Linked DNA regions of Sus scrofa: regions 1 and 3 are each linked to region 2. A link is a contact called in public Hi-C and HiChIP or PLAC-seq data. All regions are on one chromosome and are shown on one strand. The core of a region is the stretch at or near the end of the contact, and the rest is flanking DNA. Distances in the headings are between cores, read along the strand shown. Region 1 holds the start of THRB (thyroid hormone receptor beta). Region 2 overlaps THRB (thyroid hormone receptor beta). Region 3 has its middle 170 kb from the start of THRB.

Region 1 (2,700 bases), core at 72-2,571, 290 kb before region 2:
AGAAAAATGCCCTTCTCTTGGTAACCCTTCCTCCCCATCATGCAGCCTGTGAGGCTGCCCTCAGAGGACTGATTCAAATGGAATCCTAGTAGTTAATGGTGTTCCAATACCATTGCATTTAAATTCCCCTCCCTTATTGTTATATGACGCTGTTTCCTGAATTGTTTAATTAATGCCATGTTATTTTCGCCCTAATTTACTCTTTATTTCAGAAGTTTCCAGGCACAAATGGGATCAGAGAAACAAAGCCATTTAAACAAAGGGAAGCAATAGTTTTTGTTATACTTCACTCTCTGTATGATGTTCCCTATTTAAGAAGGAATATAGGTCCCAATTACACTCAAAAAGAGAAAAAAAAATTAAGAAGTTCCAGCGGATTAGGGCCTAAGGATAATCCACATTTGTGAAGGAAGACTGGCATTACCGCACACCTCTACCTCTTAACAATGTCTTTCAAGTCACTCAGTGGCCCCTGGGAAGACCCAGCTGTCAACTAACTGGTGGTGGCCTTTCAGGGCAGGCTTTTCCCTCAGTGGCCAGCTTTCCACCCACAGTTCTGCCACCAGGGGGCCGCCTGTTTGGAACAAATGGTGCAGACTCCACAGCTTTCCTACAGACCAACCAAAACACCCCTGGGCAACTTTGGCGCAAAGCCCAGGAACTTCCCTGCAAAAGGAGAACAACTTCTTTCCAGCTACAAAACCTGCAAGTCCTAGGGTGCAGCCTTGCTGTGAGTGAAAAAAAGAAAGCACGGATTTCTTGCCAAGAATGAGAAGTAATAGGGTCCATGAAGTCTGTCGGGAGAGGTCCCTCCCTCTCACCAGGAAGCTTTGGGGTTTGGGACTCCCTCTTTGGACACACGCTGAAACCCTGAACCCAGGCGTGGGGCAGTGTCTGAATTCTTGACAGTTGTGGTCCTTAATGGTGACAGAAGGCTCCTAGTCCCTTTCCCTGGGATGCTCACAAAAATTGGGAATAAAACACACGTCACCGGCTGGAAATCTCAAAAACTCTCCAATAAATCATTAAGACAGTTGAGGCAAAAAAAAAAAAAAAAAAAAAAAAAAAAAAAAAAAAAAAAAAAAAAAAAATCAAAGCTTTACCAAAACTTTTCGTATAGTAATAAATGTATATATTGAAAAATGAAGTCGTGATTATTTCAATAGTATTTATCGTTGTTCTCGGTGGTCAAAATAATTGTGTTGCAACTATAGCTCCGGACCAACTACACTTTAGTTTTCTGGGTAATCGGTATTTTCACAAGCATGCTTCTAGCGGAGAACACCGCCATAGCCTGCTTCATTTTTTCCCAGCCAGAATCCTTGGCCTTCAAAACTAGGGGAGGGAGATTTTTAGAAGCTGATATTTGCTAGGGCATAACTTTTCAAGAAAATAAACTATTTTTGTCTTCCGGATTCGATTTGCACGTATCCAGGGCAAAAGCAAATGAAACAGGGCGGCCCTTTTGGAACCTGCGGAGGGTCTCTATTCTGCGCACATTTCCTAAGATGTGCAGGGTGGTGTGAGCGGTGTCGCCCGCAAGCGCAAGGCAGGTATTTTCCAAACTTCCATTCCCAGGGGTGGCGATGGTTGGGAACGCCAGCCGCCCGGCAGGAGCGAGGCCCCAGGAGGAGCCAGAGCGCTGTGTGGGCCCGACACGCGCCACAAGTGGTTCGGGGCAGGAGGGAGGAGCGCGGCGGCCCGGGGAGGGAAGAGAAGCCAGTGCTTCTGGCAGTCACCCCCTCCCGGCCCCCAGTTCCTCGTCCCCCGTTTCTTCCTTTTTGCTACTAGAGGAATGACGCCCAAGCCCGAAGCTCCGTGCGCAAGCAGCCGGGTGGGTGGACGAGCGGCCACCAAAAACGCCGCGACATCGCCACCTGAAGACACTCTCGGGGTGGAGGGCACGGCCGGGACTGGGCTGAGAGGGAGCGCTCGCACCTGGGGCGGCAGGTGCGGAGGCGCGGAGCCTGGAGGCCCGGGCTGGGCGCGCGGGCAGGGGGCGCGGGCCCCGGAGCGGCAGGCACGTCCGAGCGCGGGGCCGGGGCCAGGCTGGGGCCACTGGGGGTCTAGGGCCGGCGGGCGGCCGGGACGGCGGCGGGGCGCCTGGCCCGGAGGCCATTTCCTCGCTGCGCCCCTGGCGGAGTCGGGCCGGCCTGCTCCTGGCCGCCGCCGCGCGAGTCGGAACGCCGGGAGGACCGGAGGGGAAACCAGGTCACCGGCTGGCAGGCGCGGCGCGGGCGCCGGAGCCGGAGGAGGGCAGCGGCGGGGAGCGGACCGGGGCGGGCCAGGCGCGCGGGCCGGAGAGGCGGGGACTCCGGCGCCCGAGCCGCACTCGTTTCCTGCGCCTATAAAAGTGGAGCGGCCCGGGCGGGCCGGCGCGGCCCTGGCTGCGGCCGCCTCTCTTCGCCCGGGGAGTTGACATTTTGCAGGACTCGCGCGACGTCCCGTCGCCGGCGCTCCCCGGGACCCGCCGCCGGGAGGAGGGGGCGGAGGAGGGTGGAGACTGCGGGGCTTGGCCAAGGAAGGCGCACATCCTCGGGCGGGCGGCCGTGACGCGGCGGGGATTAACTTTGCATGAATAATGTGAGTGCGCTGGGAAAGGAGACCTTCTGCTCCCGGGCTCGGGCAGCGCCCGCAGGCTGCCTTCCCCGGGCGGCGGCGCCCGACCGGCCGGCGCGAGGGCACCGGTAATTTGGCAAG
Region 2 (2,700 bases), core at 64-2,563:
AACTTCACACAGTGAGCGTTTCCCCATATCACCTCAAAAATCACCTAAGTTTCTCTATAAAAAAGGCACCACGCAGATTTTGAAAAGTTTAAATGGAGATTAAAACTTCCATGCCAAATATCTAATTTTATTTTTGATTTTAGGGTTATAAGAGAATATATTTTTTGAAAAAAATTTAATATGGAAAAGCATTGTAAAAAATGCATTCATTCTCATATCATTTGGTGTGTTTTCTTTTAATATTCTGGTTATTGTTGTACAGCTTTTAAAAATTGGATTTATACTGCATATATGGCTTTTTATTTTATTGTTTGCTTTGCCTCTAACAGTATACTGTAAGAATTTAACGGAGCCTTAAATATTTTGGGGAAAATATGATTTTAGTCATTTGGAAGCATGCAAATGTATTTAAATTATCCCCAATTAGTGGGCATTTATGCTATTTATAATTTTTCTTAACATTAATGCTGGGATAAACATCATTCTATATAAATCATTGGGAGTATTTCCTTTAAAATATGTTATTAATCATTATAAACCTTGATTATTATACAGTGCTATAAAAATGACAAAGAGAAACCTTGCACCAGGTTACTTCTTGGGCCATAAAATTTTGAATAAATTTACATATATGTCTCTTAGTGTTTGTTCCTCATAAATTTAAGTTCTTAAATCATGTAAATTCTGGTGGATTATTTGATGAAAGCCACTAAAGTATTTCTTAAGTTGTTTTGTCATTGTTTTCAAAAAGTATCACTTTTACTACACAAACTGCCCTTTGGCTTTTCATGCAGAGTTCAGGGTAGCGTAGCGATTCAGCGCACAAACTCTGGGGTCAGAATGACCTGCGATCTATTCCCAAGGTCTCTATGTCTTTGTGGAATCTGATGCCCCCTCCACACCTCCCTCTTCATATCCTTCTTTCATTATGTTCCAATGACTGACTGACTTCTGTCCCTCAAGCAGGCCAAGATCATGTCCAGCTTGGCCCCTGACTCCTTCAGACCTCACACTCTTCCCCCAGTCTACTCATGGCTGACCCTGTCTCCTTCAAGGGTTAGTTCATGGCTCAGATACTTATCCTCCCCTGGAGTCATTCTCTATTCCATTATTCTGCTTTATTTTCTTCATAGTGCTTCTCATCACTTAAAAGTGTCTTAATAATAGCTCTAAAAACAGTCATAATAAAATAATGGCTCTGATTGATGGTTTTTATTAGCTTACCTCAGCACCCATAATTCCCTTCTACCCTCCTACAGCCCTGATGCCTTTCTGCTGTGAGAGGGGCTGCCCTCTTGTGGACTTTTAGGATACTGCTACTAAAGGCACAAAGTGGTTTCATTTTTTGCAACCACTGGCTTGTTGTTTTGTGGTGGCCTTGGTTGGGGGTGAGGGGGCAGGGCTGGTCCTCAAATGTCAAATACCTGAGACTTACTGATTTTCAGGTGGCAGAGTAATACATTTCTAATCTACCTGATATAAGAATGACTTAAAATGTTCAACAACCTTGGTGTATTATGACAGTTACTGTTCAATCAGTGTTTTCTCAGGACCAACCTTTGTGCTAAGGAATTTACGTATATTATCTCATTTAGAATAAGCACTGTCAGCTGAGAAAACAAGGCAATAACGTGAGAAACATAAAGACAGCTTTCCCAAGCTTTGGCATAAAGCTGGTTTTCTATGTCCAAGCTTTGTCTGCAACTTTTTCTGCAAAAAATGACACGGTGGAGAAACAGTTACATTGTCCCATACCAGAGGGGCCTGAGTTCTTGATTCAACTCTGATGCTGATTTCTCTGTGTCATATTGAGATTTGTTTCCCTACTCCAGACCTCAGGTTCCGCAAACGTAAAATGAGGCGGAGGGTCCTTTCAGGTGGAAGACACTTTCAGCAATTGTGCTTAGCGCGTGCCACAGGGGGACAGAATGTCATTTCTTCATCCTTCCCAGGCATGGTGGATCCAGAATCCTAAGACTAAGAGCATTATTGGTGTGTTTATTACATGCCCAGTTAACTGTCAGTTAACACCTGAAAATTCTTATTTTACCACAAAGTTACTTCTTTAAAGCTTCTAGAGGTAGTCCTTAACTTAGGAAGGAGAGCTGTGTTTTTGAATGTAATTAACTTTGTATTAATATAATCATGCATGATTACATTTCATCCAACAAAAGCTATTCTGTCAACATGCATTGAGTAACCCACCCTGTGCTGGCATGAAGGAAACATCAACAAAAGAGATAGCGGTAACCCAGTCCTTATGAAATCTTCTATCTAATGTGCCTTGATATCATTCCCAGTGCCATCTTAAAAATAATTGGGGGTAAAATGCCAAAAGTGAAAAGCTGGTTCAATCCCTGGCCTGGTAACTTCCTCATGCCTTGGACACAGCCAAAAAAGGAAAAAAAGCTGGGAAGTTGGATATATTAGTTATATAATGCATAATGATGGTGTCATAATATACATTTTGAAGCATCTGCTTTGGGATATGACAAATTTCTTTTCAACCTCTTATTAGCTGTGTGGTCTTGAACAAGCCACCTTACCTCTCTATGCATCTGAGATTATCCTTAATCATCAGAGGTAATACTCTCTAATTTGCAGGGATTTTGTAAGGATTAAATAAGGTAATGTGTACAAAGAGCCTGGCATATACACTCAATACATGGCAGCTGTTGAGTGAAAAAGAACAAACAAACA
Region 3 (2,700 bases), core at 35-2,534, 460 kb before region 2:
ACGCCAGAGCCTTAACCCACTGAGCAAGGCCAGGGATCAAATCCACACCCTCATGGACACTATGTCGGGTTCTTAATTTGATGAGCCACAACAGGAACTCATCATTTTAGACTTTTGACCCCTAGAATTGTGAGATAATAAATTTGCATTGTTTTAAGCTATTAAGTACATAGTCATTTGTGACAGCAGCAATAGGCAACTTACACATTTCTTTAAATTCAGACTTAACGAGGCTTCTCCCCTTCCAGAGGCCTTCATCTAGATCCTGGGGATTTGTCATGGTGCTAAGATACTGAGAGGGGTACACACCTGGACAGGCATCCATCCCCATGCAGCTGCTGACAAAGGGCTATTTCCCCCTGTGTGGCCCCTTCAGCCCCATGGATCCCTCTGCTGCCCCAGAACACAGAATCAGGAAGAAGCTACAAGGATAATTGACCTTCTGCTTCCAGAGGCAGCAACATCGATTGTAGGAAAAGCAAGAAAAAATGTCATAAGATGTCCTAAATATAAAGCTGTTTCCTTTTTTCTGCTTTTACCTGGTACTGTATTTGCTATTTAAAGCTAGTCTAAGAAAAGAAAAATTAAAATATGAAACAATTACCATGAATATCACTATTCATCTTTACATTGTGCAATGCCAGTTTTAAAAGAAGATACAGGAGCATTTGCACAATTCCTAAATTACGCAATTTGTCACAGGCAGCTAGAACATACGTGTGGATTTCGTTTTTACCAGAACTGTGGAAACTCTGCAGGAAACTAACTCAACTGCTTTTATTTCACTTCTAGACATACGCATGGTCTACCAACACACTCTACCTTCTGGTTGCTCATGGGTCGGGAAGACTGGAAGGAAAGGCACTGCGGTTGTCCCGTCATTCCCTTTCCTTCCATGTCATTGATTTCAGCACAAGTGGTTGATGACCACAAGGACCATGAGGACGTACACAAGGAAGAGAGGATATGCTGGGTTCCTTGGTTGAGGTCAGTCCCATTTCTTAGGCGCCATCACCTACCTTCTGTTCTTGAAGCAAGTTCTGGATCTGATGGGAAACTTGGGCCCCCAGGGCTGTCTGTGCAGTGCCCTTGATCACTCTGTCACAGACAGAACATACTCTGTTGAGTCCACTGGAATTGACTGCAAAACAGTCCTCTGCTCATGCATATGCTCGGTTTTCCCACCACACTTCAACGACAAAACAAGTTCAATGTGGTTTTGAAGAAGGCAGCCCCAGAGCATTAAACCAAGCACATGGTCCTTCTGAGAGCTACTTCTGCCCTGGACTCTTACTTCTTCCCTAAGCCTTCTGTCTAGGATGTTGGGCTCAAGGACCCTGTCCTTCATTTCTCCCTGTCCCCACTTTCCCAAGTCCAAAGGAATCTTTACCTATGTGGGGAGAAAGGAAATGAATCTTTCTCCTCTATTTTTTCCTAAACCTTGGGTCTATACCTAGAATCCTCTCCATTGCCCTAAGGACTTAGGCCATATGCACAGCCCCAAAAAGCATGAAGGCTTCGAATGCCCTTTTCAGTCCCATTCTTACTCATTTCCAAGGTGGCCACTGGCGAGCTTCCTGGGCTCTTCACTCCGTTTTCTGGATCCTCACTTCCCCTTGGGGCATGTCCGGTCTTACTTACTCCCCAGATGGGATTGGTAAAGGTAACTTAGCCTAACCTAGCCTTTTTTTTTTTTTTCTTGAAGTCTATGATTCTTAACATTTTGTTCCAGTTGCAAAGTCACGCCAGGCTGTACTTCTTAGGACTGGTGACTCCTCCAGGTGGCAAGACTCTGGGAGCCTCTTTAAGGAATTTTGCTCTCCAGGGCCAGTACATTATGGGTTAAATAGAATTGTGTAGGTCAGCGTAAGCTAGTTCTCTGAGGCACTGAAAATTATGTTATCTCTCTCTAATTGTGTAATAAAATATGACTGACATATAAATTCCATTTCTCTTCCAATGCACATTCTTATAAAAACTCAATAAAATAGTTTTTATTGAGAAGAACAGGTTCTGATACTTCTTTTAGCTTCCTCAACAGGTTGCCAGCTTTCTTTTACATATAAATAAGGTGGATGCAGTTAATTACATGCTTAAATGCAAGTGTATTTAAAATATTTTATTATTACTGTCGAAGTCATTACTCAAAGGTAATGTGAAAACCATATGCAATTGCACAGACTGAAGATACTTTTATTTTAAGGTTTTCTGCCTTAAAGGAGGAAAGTGTCATAAAATCCTGAAAAAAACACATCTCTCCTAAAAACTTTATCAGCATGCCTGTGTAGATTAAAAAGAAAAATTCCCCTTTGTGAGTCTATGTGTGTGTAGGTGGACGGAAGGACTTTTAGAACTATTTACAATCATTTGTTTATATTGTTCACAGATGAAGAGGAAAAAAAAATCCCTGGCAAAGTAAAAACCAGTTTAATTGCTTTTCTCTTCTGTATGATCTCATCGAAATAAAATCCTCAAGCCTGATTCTTCCAAACAAGATCAAATTGTTTTGCATTTATACGGCTCCCTGTTTATTTATTAAAATCCTTCTTGAGAGCATGTAACATCAAGAAGAAAAAGAACGAAACTTGCAGGTTACAGGTGTTAAGGCTGACCAACAGTTGTGTATTTATACTCCACTCCAGGGGGCGCCATTGACATTGCACTCTGCATCAGGCCACCAGTGACCCTGGCATCCACTTT

What was found. Hi-C and Micro-C count contacts between places; a contact is called where the count stands out from the background. HiChIP or PLAC-seq counts read pairs in DNA pulled down with a chosen protein or histone mark.
Region 1: a contact with region 2 is called in an H3K27ac HiChIP or PLAC-seq map of alveolar macrophages. The contact joins the promoter of THRB here to the enhancer-like site in region 2. A contact is called at or near these places in 1 of 5 promoter capture datasets (liver), 14 of 47 Hi-C or Micro-C datasets (alveolar macrophages, brain, embryonic fibroblasts and 8 more) and 2 of 2 datasets of contacts at active chromatin or transcription factors (alveolar macrophages and skeletal muscle).
Region 3: a contact with region 2 is called in a Hi-C map of omental adipose tissue, with 2.3 times the contacts expected there. The contact joins two enhancer-like sites. A contact is called at or near these places in 15 of 47 Hi-C or Micro-C datasets (adipose tissue, alveolar macrophages, embryonic fibroblasts and 9 more).

What each region holds. Positions count from the first base shown.
Region 1 is chr13:11,359,208-11,361,907 of Sscrofa11.1, reverse strand. It overlaps THRB (thyroid hormone receptor beta), which reads left to right and starts at 1,321. Exons shown (of 10, transcript XM_021071429.1): 1 at 1,321-1,553.
Region 2 is chr13:11,072,969-11,075,668 of Sscrofa11.1, reverse strand. All of the region lies in intron 2 of THRB (thyroid hormone receptor beta), which reads left to right. Among named protein-coding and RNA genes, the nearest start is that of THRB, 290 kb to the left of the region's middle. Within about 2 kb of position 1,313, at least 4 of the 83 cell types and tissues checked have an H3K27ac peak or open chromatin away from gene starts, as enhancers often do. A contact at or near this core is called in alveolar macrophages and omental adipose tissue, where this site is marked.
Region 3 is chr13:11,533,370-11,536,069 of Sscrofa11.1, reverse strand. No RefSeq gene overlaps it. Among named protein-coding and RNA genes, the nearest start is that of THRB, 170 kb to the right of the region's middle. Within about 2 kb of position 1,284, at least 2 of the 83 cell types and tissues checked have an H3K27ac peak or open chromatin away from gene starts, as enhancers often do. A contact at or near this core is called in omental adipose tissue, where this site is marked.